Linked DNA regions of Mus musculus: regions 1 and 3 are each linked to region 2. Evidence: chromatin contacts called from public Hi-C and HiChIP or PLAC-seq data. All regions are on one chromosome and are shown on one strand. Each heading gives the region's core, a stretch centred on a gene start, on an enhancer-like site or on the middle of the called end of the contact. The rest is flanking DNA. Distances are from core to core; before and after follow the strand shown.

Region 1 (3,978 bases), core at 514-3,013, 240 kb after region 2:
GCAAAAAGGCAGAAGATGGCTCCGGAGACAGCAGTGCCCAGGAAACTCTCCAACACACCCTAAAAGAAAGAACATGCAGGTGGTAAAGCAAAAGCAAACCGAAGAGCCCATATCTCTTCTTCCTATTTGTGATGTCAGCCAAAGAATGAAGCTGTGTATGTTATAGCACACTCCCTAGCAAATAAAACAAGAGTCCATGAAATAGCACCACAGGTCTTTGCACACATAACATAAATCTTCCCTGTTGCAAGAGTTGATGGTTCCACAATGCAGCAATGACTGAGACAACGGGTATCCAGGAGGGAACAGCATCCCTGACCATTACTTAAAAGACTTACTGAGGTACCCGTCAATAAAAATCATACTCTATAAACCCACCAAATAGAGGAATTGATTCAGCTATTTTTTTAATCTATTTTTTCCCTTTTGTTTCTTCATTGTTTGCTTTAGTGCCATTATAACTTGCACTTAGTCAGTACTTTTGAGTAAGTACAATCTAAGCAAAAAGCCCCTTTTTTTTCCTAACAGAGAATATTTGAAAGGTGGAGGCTGAGAATGAAGGGGACAAAGACAGCGATGCCATTTTAACAATTATTTCATGTCTGTTTTCATTTTATATGTGTATACACACATTTTGATTATATCTATCCCATTTCACCATACTGAATCTCTCCTAGACACCAGCAGCCTCCATAACACCTCCCAACTTAATATCCCCTCTCTTCTTTTTCTCTTCATAACCCACTAAGTCCAGTACGTGTTGCATATGTGTTCGTGAATATAAAGGGCTATCTACTGGAATATGAGCAACCTTGCAGAGGCCACATTCCAGAGGAAAACTGACTCTTCCTCCCCCAGAAACCATTAACTGCCAATAACTCTCAGTTGGCCATTTGCAATTTAAGCCACCAATTGTAAAAAAAAAAAGTAAAAAAAAAATTGCTGATGTTGCTGCTGCTGCTGCTGCTGCTGCTGCTGCTGCTGCTGGACAATGACGATTGTCATTCAGTGCCAACACATATTCCAATGCAAACTGCACAAAAACTTCAAGAAACTTTATAGTCAGAGACAATAACTGTGCAGAGACATATATCTAGCTAAAGCTTTTATTGACATCTTTGAACATGAACTCATTCTTTTCCTTTAGCACAACAGGAAGCAATATACAAAAGAATCACTAACTTACAAAACGACCTCCCTTAATCATGTTGTGGAGAGTACAGAATCTGGCAGGAGCGATGGACAAGCCTGAAAGGGTCCCCTGTGCCCCCATATAATACTGCCCTGATTTCTTGCTTGTTGACATTGTGACATTCAGGTGAGTTAAGCGATGTGCCTGCACTGTGGATAAGAGCTATTGGATGTGTGTGCCCATCTAACCACACATCACTCTTTGCAAGTATTAAAAGTGTGGGAAATCCTAGATAGGGAAATTGCCAGAAAAGCTAAGAATTTTAAATGATTCTATTGACCAGATGACCCACTTACAAGGTAGTATAAAATGTGTCATTTATGACACAGTCTAAGTGTATTTAATAGACAAAGAGACTGTATCCTACTCCATCAAACACAAAGAACCCCTATGTCCGTAGCATAGGACCAAAACACGGCTCAGGCTGGGCGTAAGGCAGGGTGTAAAATCGGAAAGGAGGAAGTAGAGATTTCCGATCCTCCGCTTGGCTTGACAGAGCCATCAATCTCTGGGAGGACAGGGACAGAGTCTCCTTGCATCTTCTGTTTCTCCTCCCATCCTGCTGCCCACCATCCCTCCACGAGCTTTGCAGGCTCTCAGCTAGTGCTGAAGGAACCAAAGACACACCCAAGTGACACCCTAGGTCTCCTTATCAAAGGTCAAGAGCCCTGGCTGCTCATTTAGTAATGACGGCAACCCGTTTCTTCCAGAAAACCACGGTGATTTATGGAAGCCACGTGATGACTCAAAGGCAGATTATTTTTATTGCAGTGCTTGAGCCCTCCGTAAGTGCTAGTTTTCCATTCTGTGGCTGACAATTCTGAAGCAGAGACAGGTGATTCATTACACACACTGCACTGGAAACTTGCTTACACCGAGAGAGGCTTCCAGCAGTTCTGAGAAAAGAACCATTTTCACCACATTTTGATAGGTTCCTCTTCACGACCCAGATTTATTTATTTTCTTAAATAATCCGAGGCAATGAATAACGTTAACTGTAACTAGAGGTCAGTGGAACTTACAAAACAAATCACTGTAAACACCTTTTCAGATTTATCCTATCCAGTGTTTGCCACTACTGAATTTTAAAAGAGAGCTTCTTTGAGTCATGTCTTGTCAACAGTCATGAGTCTTAGAGATACTTCCACATCTGACTTCTAGAAGGAAAGAATTTCCTAGCACTTTACAAAGGTGCAGTTGGCAGGGCTTGGGGGCATGGTACAAGAGGGGACACAGACTGTCCTGACACTCTTGGTTGGCCTTCCTCCTTACACCCTTACTATGAGAGGATTCCTACAAGGAACCAGTAGTAGAGGCAGACAGCTGGCAATCAGGAAATCCAGAGTCTAGACTGTTCTGCCATGAGAGACCCAACGATCTTCAGAATGTCACTTCACTTCTTTCAAGTAATAAAATAAAAGGTGACAGAGCAGAGAAATGGCTTCTGCATTCACAGTCTCCAGGTGCCTTAGAGGCTATATCGAAGTTGTAGTGTAACCTCTAATCTGGATGTTAGATCAGGCAGAATATGGGACATGCCTAGCACAGTCTCTGGTGGCTAAAAGCTTTGTGAATAGCAGCAGCCTCTCATATGCAACATGCTTATTTGGATACAAGATAAAGAAATGGGGCTTGCTGATCCCTAAGTTCTCAGCCAGCTGGCTCAGCACCTTGCAGACATAGGGCTATGTGAGCTTACATCAGCTCCACTAGTCACTGCCCTAGAGCCAAGCATCTCTCTGCCAAACCTATGGCTGCCTCGCTGGATCATTACTTGGATCAGAGCAGTGGTTCTCAACTTTCCTGATGCTGAAACCCTTTAATACAGTTCCTCATGCTGTGGCGACTCCCTGCCCCAACCATACAATTGTTTTGTTACTACTTCATAACTGTAATGTTGCCACTGTTATGTCCTGTAATGAATATGCAGGATGCAGAGGAGGAGGAAGAAGAAGAAAAGTGGAGCAGAAGCACATGGCCTGGAGAAACTGCAAGTTCTAGATGTGGAAGATGGTAGTGTAGCGGTAGATCTGCCCAATCTAAGCACACAACATGTATTCATATTAATTGAGTCGTGTTTTCATTGCCGGGGCATATTTGGATTGGAGATTTACGGCAACAATCTGATATGTAGGCTATCTGATACACAACCCTCAAAGGGGTCATGACCCACAGGCTGCGAACTGATGGATTAAATGGAAAAGAACTCCCAGCACAGTGGAACATGAAGTAGATATGTAAGATTAGGTCTCTTCCCTGTGCCTTCTCGCCCCCTTCATCACACTCAGGACTTATTACTTCTTTTACCTTCAAAACAGGAAGAAGGAAGGCTGGAAGGACTGGCTTAAATAGAGATGAGTCCTTAGTAGGGCGGGGCAGGGTCTCTTGAATTCTGCATTAAAATATAGATACCTTGGGGGCAACACTATGGCCTAAAGAGTTAATTCTTACATTAAAATGGATGCTTCTAACCAAAAACAAAACCATCTATTTATGTTACAGGATCCAAATCAAAACTCTCACACAAAACAACTTGCAACTGTTTCTCTGCTTGCATGAGGGTGTGAAATTTAACCCAAGATAGCCTCTGCTTCTCAAAACAGCCAGAAAAAGTAGAACGTGTCTCAAACCTTCAAAATCAAGCATACAGAAATATAAACCATAGGAGGAAGAGTCAAAAGAAATGTTCAAATGCAGCTGAGTTGAAAGGTCAGCATTTCGTGACTTTAAACTACTGTGAGTGGCACTATCCCCATGGCAACGTAAAGCAAGGGCTCAGGAGAGTT
Region 2 (4,270 bases), core at 1,277-3,776:
AATGGGGACAAAGTGAGTAACACCCCCCCCAAAAGAAACCTCTCATATAGTGGAATACATCCACCCCAAAAGATTTCCCTAATAGGAGCCTATATTTGTCTCTGTCCAGGCTCCTCTCCTAATTTTTAAAAGAATATTACCAAATAATTAGGTTTTACTTTTCCAGATAGTTTTGATTTTAAAATAAAAGTAACCAGAGCCCCAAGTAATCACAGGAGGCAGAGGGATGGAGGGACCTGGGTGGGGAAGGGGAGGAGGAGGGGAAAGGGGGCAGGATCATGTAGGTGGGGTAGGTGGGAGAGAAGCCCAGTGGGTCAGGAGAATGAATGGAAATATGCAGCTTCTGGGGTTTGGGGGTAGGGAGAACCTCTAGAAAGTCCCAGAGACCTGGAATGTGAGAGGCTCCTAGGTAGGACCCAATGTGCGTGACCTTAGTTGAAATGCCCAACAGTGGGGAGATAGAACCTGAAGAGATTACCTCCAAGTAGTTAGACAGAGTCCCTCAGTGGAGAGATGGGCTCACCAACCCACTTTCAAAAATTTTGACCCAGAATTGCTCCTGTCAAAAAGAATTGCAGGAACAGAAATGGAGCAGAGACTAAAGGAATGGTTGACCAGTGGCTGATCCAACTTGGGGTCCATCCCCATGGGCAGGCACCAAATCCTGACACTATTACTGATGCTATGTTGTGCTTGCAGACAGGAACCTAGCATGGCTGTCCTCTGAGAGACTCTACCAACAGCTGACTGACACAGATGCAGATATAGCCAATCATTGGATTGAGGTCAGAGACTCCTATGGAAGAATTAGAGGAAGAATTGAAGAAACTGAAGAGGATGGCAACTCCATAGGAAGACCAACAGTGTCAACTAACCTGGACCCCTGGGAGCTCCCAGGGACTAAGCCACCAGCTTAGAACATAGAGGGCTGGTCCAAGACCCCTGGCACATATGTGAAGTAGGTTTGGCCTAATGCTACTTGTGTTATAATGTTAATTTTGGTCCCCCAAACTGATTATAGGAGTGTCTGTATGTATAGCACTGAGAGACCTGGCCCCCAGTTGGCTCTGATCGGTAAATAAAGATGCCAGCAGTCAATGGCTGGGAGGGACAGACAGAGATGGATGGTGAGTGTGTATATCTTTCATTCTCGAGTCAAGATAACTCTTGGGTGGGTGAGTGGGTACATGCATGTGATCTGTCAGGAGCACAGGGTGGGTTAACTAACAACCAATACACATATGTAACTGAAGACTGCCTTGTCTGGCCTCAGAGGAAGAAGATGCACATGATACTCATCCTGTAGAAACTTGATGCCCCAGGGAAGGGGGATACCTGGGGTAGCGAGCACCTTCTCAAAGGTGAAGGGTAGGGGGATGGGGTGAAGAACACTGGGAAGGAGGGATTGGAGGGGGCAACGTTTGGGATGTAAAATAAATAAATAAATAAATAAATAAATAAAGGTATTAAATGTGACTAAAAGAAAGATCTACTATTATCCCCACATGTCTATATTTATAATATTACTCTTTAGAGTATTATAATTTTAATTGGGTATGCAATTAATATAAATTTGCAAATGTAGGAATAAAAAAAATCTGATTTTCAAACATGCTTCTTTGAATCTGGCCACAAAATTCATCTTGTACTCTGACTACAACAACACTATGTGTACTTGTATACTTTATATATTATGTGTATGCACTGTGTATATTTATATGCTGTATGTATTATGCACATGTACTACATGTGTTTGTACACTCTATGTATTAGGTTCCACTATATTCCGCTAACATTCTTCTCTTTCTTTGTGTATTTTTAAAATTCTGGTAGACCAGAAGTCTACCACCATCAAGCCTATTTTTAGGTGCTCAAGAAATAGAAACTTAATCTAGATTACTGTAGAAGATCACATATACGAATATATAAGCAGATCCAAGTGTAAATATATCCAGATATTGGCATACACATATGTTCATATTACACACAAGCCTTCTTCTTTCTACTAGTCTGAGAGCCAGCAGCCGAACAAAAATATGCATAATAGTGTCTATGTTAGTGGACATACAATACTTCGGGAGAGACTTTGCGCTTTGGATCCGTGAGTGGAAAGGGCCTCTTATTTCCTATTTGTGGACTATTGGGGAAAGAACTCTGAATCACAGTAGAGACTGTAGGTGGATTTTTTGTTTGTTTGTTTGTTTGTGTGCTGTGTGAGATGGAAGATGTCAACCAGTCTCACATGTCCTTATTTGTAAAGTGTTGGGAAACAACTACAGAGATTCCAGGAGAATTTATCGTCAATGATAACCACATTCACTGATAACACTAAACCATATGGGAAAGGGACACAGAGAAAAGAGACAGAGACAAATGTGGTCTGAAGACAGCTGGCTAGAAAATGTAAATTACTCAGTTGATCCACTAGATGGAAGCAAATTCTTGATAATGGAATGATTCCGCTGGTCAACATCTTGCAGGGATTCCTGAAACCTGCTCTCAGAAGGTGAACAGAGGGACTTCACCACGCTTGAGTCATGCTCATGGCTCTGCCATCAATCACTTACGTGATCGTTGGCAAGTAAACCTGCCAACATTTCTAATTACCCCCACATAAAATTGAGTGTCTTTGAAGAGTGTTAAGTATTGCTACCATAACAAGAACAAGGCTCATTTAAATAGTACTGTCCTTTCTGCCTCCCTGAGCCTTTCAAACAATCTGAAATTGACACAAAGAAAAATTTAATTTGTTATCTCCACCACTGAATGGCTGTTAAGATTCTTCTAGTTTCCTCAGGTATAAAATGGGAAAGTAACAGTGTCTATTTCTTAAAGTATAAAGTATCTATTTAAATAAGATACCACAAGGAAAGCTGCTATAAATATCCATTACTTTTGTTATTGGTGGTTTATTCTGTATGTGTGTCTGTATGTGTGTGTGTTTGTGTGTGTGCATGTGTGTGTGTGTAAGTGTGTGAGTATATGTGCGTGAGTGTGTGTGTGTGCTATGATTTTCCTTCATAGCATCTCGGCCCTTTCTTGTTATTAGCCTCATTCTAACTTTCGCATGGCATTGGCCTTTGTTTTGATATTTATGGTCAGAAACCAGTGGCTACTGACTGATTTTTTTTTTTTTAATGTTCAAAGAACACACAGCAAAGCCATGAACCCAGAAATATGTCATGGAATCCTTTCTAATATAGACTGCTACAAAAAGTTCAAGTATCAGACTTGTAAGTCTGAGAGCCTAGATCTAGGTCTTGACTTTAGCCAAAATCCTCACTGAAATCCCTTAACAGGGCCTTCTCTGGGCTGCTTGCTACACTCCTCAGCCTGTAGATTACCATCCTCAGCCTCTAGATTACCATCCTCAGCCTCTAGATTACCATCCTCAGCCTGTAGATTACCATCCTCAGCCTGTAGATTACCATCCTCAGCCTGTAGATTACCATCCTCAGCCTGTAGATGATTACCATCCTCAGCCTGTAGATGATTACCATCCTCAGCCTGTAGATTACCATCCTCAGCCTGTAGATGATTACCATCCTCAGCCTGTAGATGATTACCATCCTCAGCCTGTAGATGATTACCATCCTCAGCCTGTAGATTACCATCCTCAGCCTGTAGATGATTACCATCCTCAGCCTGTAGATGATTACCATCCTCAGCCTGTAGATGATACCCATCCTCAGCCTGTAGATGATTACCATCCTCAGCCTGTAGATTACCATCCTCAGCCTGTAGATGATTACCATCCTCAGCCTGTAGATTACCATCCTCAGCCTGTAGATGATTACCATCCTCAGCCTGTAGATTACCATCCTCAGCCTGTAGATTACCATCCTCAGCCTGTAGATTACCATCCTCAGCCTGTAGATTACCATCCTCAGCCTGTAGATGATTACCATCCTCAGCCTGTAGATTACCATCCTCAGCCTGTAGATGATTACCATCCTCAGCCTGTAGATTACCATCCTCAGCCTGTAGATTACCATCCTCAGCCTGTAGATGATTACCATCCTCAGCCTGTAGATTACCATCCTCAGCCTGTAGATTACCATCCTCAGCCTGTAGATTACCATCCTCAGCCTGTAGATTACCATCCTCAGCCTGTAGATTACCATCCTCAGCCTGTAGATGATTACCATCCTCAGCCTGTAGATTACCATCCTCAGCCTGTAGATGATTACCATCCTCAGCCTGTAGATTACCATCCTCAGCCTGTAGATGATTACCATCCTCAGCCTGTAGATTACCATCCTCAGCCTGT
Region 3 (4,485 bases), core at 171-2,670, 160 kb after region 2:
CGGACTGCTGAGGAAGCTTACCTGCACACCGTTAAGTGAGGCCACCCCCATATACAGGAACACACCATACAGCACAGGCATCGGGATAAACTGGGAAGTAAACCAGTGGAAACCGGTTACAAACAACAGCGAAAAGAATTAGGAAGGGGAATAACTTAAATAAAGGCTACATCTGAAACTAAAGCACAGCATAACAGAGCAACCTCAAATGAGTGCTTTTAACTCGTCAATTGATAAGATTCTAAGCCCAGCAGTAGAAATAAATAAAGATAGAGGGAACATTCAAATAAACTTCATTTTTTTTGTTTCTTCTTTTTAAAGAATGGGCACACATGACCTCAATAATACTTTTTTTTTTTTAAATGGGGAAACTGTTTTGGCTTTCCTTTGCTCTTAAAAGCAATAGACTATGCAACCCAGATGTCTGCGTGGGATAGGAGGTACATGCAGAGGTAGCAAATGGCCTCACTCTGGATCCAAGATCCTTTTGTAACAGGCTGTTGGTTTTGTCCTTACTAATTTTGCCAAATGATCTATCAGTTCGGAGGGTAAATGCCTCTTCCAGTAAAGGAAACATCAACTGACCACCCCTTTGTCTTCTAGGGACTCTAAGAATACAAACTAATGGGAGCACGGTTTGGAAGGAGCAGGACGCATCTGGGAGCAATTAATTACACATACGGATAAGGATAATGCAAGCCTTTCAAAACTCAATTAATATGTTATGCATTATTTAGTAAAACGCCCTTTACACCAACACGAAGGTTTTTTTTTTGTTTGTTTGTTTGTTTGTTTTTTAGCAATGAGAAGTTCTAATCCAACATGTACACTTTACTTTCCCCTGAACCGGTAAAATGCAAGCAAATCACATTTGAGAATCAATATTCTAATTCCGAGAAGTCTTCTGTCTGGATGACAAAGGTATCAGCCTTGGGTTTGAAAAGAAGTTCAAGCAACTGAAGGACAAAACTAAAATACTAAAATAGAAAAGTAATTAGGGCCAGTCAGCAAATCCACATGCAGTAGACCATTTTAACCAGAAGGCGAAATATTCCTTAAAGAGCAGAACTTTAAAACTACGGCATGTATTTAATGAAGCACCATTTGTAGACCCATCTTACTGCAATTGCCTGATGCTGCTGTGCCTCGGACCTTCTGACCACACTAAAGAACTAGTGAATTCTAAAATAGACTGCCTCTGTCTCCAGTTGGTACTGGTGACTCACAGGAATGCTTAAGTTTCAATGGAGAAAATACACATCTATGAACTAACTGTCAAAGGTTTTCTCTAGAAGGGACTAACAATTGCATCGTAATGAACTTTACCCATGAGCTCAGAAAAGACCAAAAACTAAAAGGAACTGAATGCTTGAAGTGGGCAGGAGGGCAGGGCTGTAGTACCCAGCAGTGGCCACAGAGGGGTAGACATATCCCACCCAGGCCACTGGTGCTCAAACACAAGCCCCCATTTCTCTTAGCATGTGAGTGCTGATGTGACTTACAACTCTTTATGTGCATTTTCCAATAATAAATACATAAGACCAGCAAAGGATCAAATTTCCATCTCTGATTCATTTCTAAGGTATCTCTTTCCTCTCAACATGTTGTGATTTCTTTTCCATTTATTGTGTACATTCAAGCATGAGAAAGGGGTGCAGGAAAGAACAGTTGATTCGTGGAGAGCTACCTGGGTTTCCTCAGTGTTTTCTTTTTGATCTGGGTAAAGCATATCTCTGGATTAGAAGTGTCAGAAGAGTCTATCCTTCCCTGAGCTTAACTAATGATTTTTTTTTTTTTTTTGTAGTGTGTTTCTACTACTATAGCAGAGGAACACTGTGCCGGAACACTGTGCCTGGGGCCTTCTTAGATCAATTCTCTGAACTATGTTAACAAATTTCACCTGATCTATGACACAGAATGGCATGGATGGATGTAAGGAAGAAAATAACTGGGTATAGGAAGGGGTGTGTGTGTGTGTATGCACACATATGCATATATATATATATATATATGTATATATATATATGTATATATATATGTCAGTTGGAAGAAAATAGTACATAGAAGAAAATCTGTGAAGTTGACATTTCTGATCAGCTTCAACATAATACAAATGCTTATGATATTCTCATTTTCTTCACAACAATACGTATCAATACAAATCCTAGAATGAAACTCCTAACAAACCTGACAGAGTTGTTGGGGTAGAGGGTATATTTTATAGAACTTAGTTCACAGATCCTGTCAGAAGGTCAATGTGTAAAAATTATACTAGAACTACATATCAAAACAAAGTTGTCAAAGGAAGAAGAAGAAGGCTTGTAAAACGGAGAGCCACCCAGGATGTGGGAGTTCATGCTTGTTCTCTTAGCACTTAGGGGGCTGAGGCAGGAGGACTGCCATGAGTATATGAGTTCAAGGCCATCCTAGGCTAATGTGTGACAATATAAATAAATAATGAATTCTACCAAAAAAAAGTCTCTAAAAAAATGAGATCCCATGTTATAGTGGGATAATGCAGTAATAGCGGGAAATCATTTTTACAAAGCAAGGTGGTAGAAATTAAAAATATCCATTTCAGGGGCACATCCAGATAGCTAAATGGTAAACTGTGCAAACAATTATACCATCAATAATACCCAGGAAGCAAAAATAAAATAAAATAAACACAAAGAAGTATTACATTCAATAAATACTAAAAATGAAAAAGTTAAATGATTGATCCTATAATCATATAGAACAAAGAAAGTGAGGTGAAATCAAAATAAGACTTAATATCTAAATACTATGTCACCAAGTTTTTGAATTTTGGTCAGTGTATTTCTGTATTTTTCACATTGTCTTCTGGTGATTTGTCAATAGTAGTAGAACTCTCCAAGAACGAAGGATGTGAAAAGGATTTTCAATAAAAAGAGAAAACTATACTTGCCCAACACTGGATAGGAACTCAGGAAGGACTGAGATCTCTCCACGGCTTTATGGTCAAAGCAAGAGGGAATGGGTATGCTTATATGTGTGAATGTGCATATTTGTGTGTGTGTGTGTGTGTGTGTGTGTGTGTGTGTGTGTGTGCCTGTGCCTAAAGCTAAGAGTAAGGTCCTGATTAAGATGTGGGTGACAGTAGTTGAACAGACCTGGGTTTGGCTTCTAGCTACCAGCTAGCTGTAGACTGCTGAGACAACTTGTTTATTTCTCATACTCTGAGCATTCTTGTCTAGAAAGCTCCTATGATAAAGACTACATAACATCTTACCAATTAATTGATTAATATGGCAACTAACAAATGATAAATGTAGAGCTTATGCCATCCTTATCATGAAACTGTATGCAGTTCTCAACCACTGGTCTTCCTGTTTCCTCACTGGTAGGGGTGGGTAGGGTCGTGGCTTGGGGAAGAGATGCTGGGGACAGGGAGGTCTGGGTGGAAGGTCTGACCTGAAGTCCTGTTTTATCTCATTTTTAATACATTGCACTTTCAGCTAACCTGGTTTTGGCAATATGTTATTAACACAATGCCCTAACTCTCTTAAGCCTTAAAAGTCTTCACTGGTAAAGAAACCGCAGGTTCTCAGTCTGGGACAAGGTCTGAAGAGGACTTTATGAAAGTTTCATAAATTTCCCCACATAAGAAGGATTCCAAATAAGATCAAAGAATCTGGGAAAGATAATATTATGGGAAAAGAAGATAGAGATTCTTTGAAGGCTAAGTACCATGTTTTATTTTGAAGGGCATACATTACATGAGATTGGTTTTATACTAGAACATCCAGAGTTCAAATCTTGCCACCACAATACAAGCTTATTGAAGTCTAGTGACTTTTTCCTAGCTTTAGAGCGGAGGTAATTATTCATATAGTTCTCATAGGTACTGATGGCTATATTTTTAAAATCCCTAGTGACTCCTTAATCTGAGGCCAAGATCAACAGACAGCAGGTTTATCTCTACTATCATCATCTCCACTATGTTTTTCCTGCTTCCATGGGTCAGGTCTATGTGGGAGATCAACAAGTATCTGCCAGGTACGAACTAAAGGCTCCCTTCTACACTTTAGTGCACTAACGAAATCTCAAAGATAACTTCTGACCACACCTCATGTTAAAGATAAACTAATCCAAGCACGGGCAACAGAAACAGCAGTGAACTTTCCTTAATCTTTATGTCTTGAGTCTTGCCAGTAAAACAGAGAGTCAGCCGCAGCGTTTCCATTGTAGAAACTCAGGGACCGCCACCTCCCCAGCCTGGGAAGCCAGTTATTCGTACTTCCCAGAAGTTCTGTGTAAGCAACTAAGTGACTTGGTGCTTTGAGGCATTGTTGACTATAGCTGGTTGGGGTCAAGGGGTATCCTCATGAACTTAAAGCTGGTACACTATAATTCCTTGCATTCCTCCACATGAAAGACAGATTTCGGCACAGAGATCAAAACAGAGGCCATAAACCTCATGTTCAAAGTACCCTTGCATAAGCCAGCAACCACCTATGCTGC

Evidence for each region. A called contact is a pair of places that touch in the nucleus more often than the background predicts. HiChIP or PLAC-seq counts read pairs in DNA pulled down with a chosen protein or histone mark.
Region 1: an HNF4G HiChIP or PLAC-seq map of pancreatic cancer cells shows a contact between it and region 2. The contact joins two enhancer-like sites. A contact is called at or near these places in 2 of 15 datasets of contacts at CTCF or cohesin (large pre-B cells and pro-B cells), 14 of 484 Hi-C or Micro-C datasets (the AML12 cell line, the HL-1 cell line, Sertoli cells and 6 more) and 1 of 115 datasets of contacts at active chromatin or transcription factors (pancreatic cancer cells).
Region 3: a contact with region 2 is called in a Hi-C map of pancreatic cancer cells, with 5 times the contacts expected there. The contact joins two enhancer-like sites. A contact is called at or near these places in 1 of 15 datasets of contacts at CTCF or cohesin (pro-B cells), 39 of 484 Hi-C or Micro-C datasets (the AML12 cell line, the C3H10T1/2 cell line, the G1E-ER4 cell line and 18 more) and 6 of 115 datasets of contacts at active chromatin or transcription factors (astrocytes, a beta-TC-6 cell line, embryonic stem cells and 3 more).

What each region holds. Positions count from the first base shown.
Region 1 is chr5:89,145,381-89,149,358 of GRCm38.p6, reverse strand. It overlaps Slc4a4 (solute carrier family 4 (anion exchanger), member 4), which reads right to left. Exons shown (of 27, transcript NM_001359211.1): 14 at 1-59. Among named protein-coding and RNA genes, the nearest start is that of Gm35855, 78 kb to the left of the region's middle. Within about 2 kb of position 1,763, at least 29 of the 459 cell types and tissues checked have an H3K27ac peak or open chromatin away from gene starts, as enhancers often do. A contact at or near this core is called in pancreatic cancer cells, where this site is marked.
Region 2 is chr5:89,382,632-89,386,901 of GRCm38.p6, reverse strand. No RefSeq gene overlaps it. Among named protein-coding and RNA genes, the nearest start is that of Gc, 73 kb to the left of the region's middle. Within about 2 kb of position 2,526, at least 9 of the 459 cell types and tissues checked have an H3K27ac peak or open chromatin away from gene starts, as enhancers often do. A contact at or near this core is called in pancreatic cancer cells, where this site is marked.
Region 3 is chr5:89,218,801-89,223,285 of GRCm38.p6, reverse strand. Slc4a4 (solute carrier family 4 (anion exchanger), member 4) reads right to left here. Exons shown (of 27, transcript NM_001359211.1): 22 at 22-90. It overlaps Gm35855 (a long non-coding RNA gene), which reads left to right. Exons shown (of 3, transcript XR_003955749.1): 2 at 604-921; 3 at 1,805-1,960. Among named protein-coding and RNA genes, the nearest start is that of Gm35855, 4.7 kb to the left of the region's middle. Within about 2 kb of position 1,420, at least 39 of the 459 cell types and tissues checked have an H3K27ac peak or open chromatin away from gene starts, as enhancers often do. A contact at or near this core is called in pancreatic cancer cells, where this site is marked.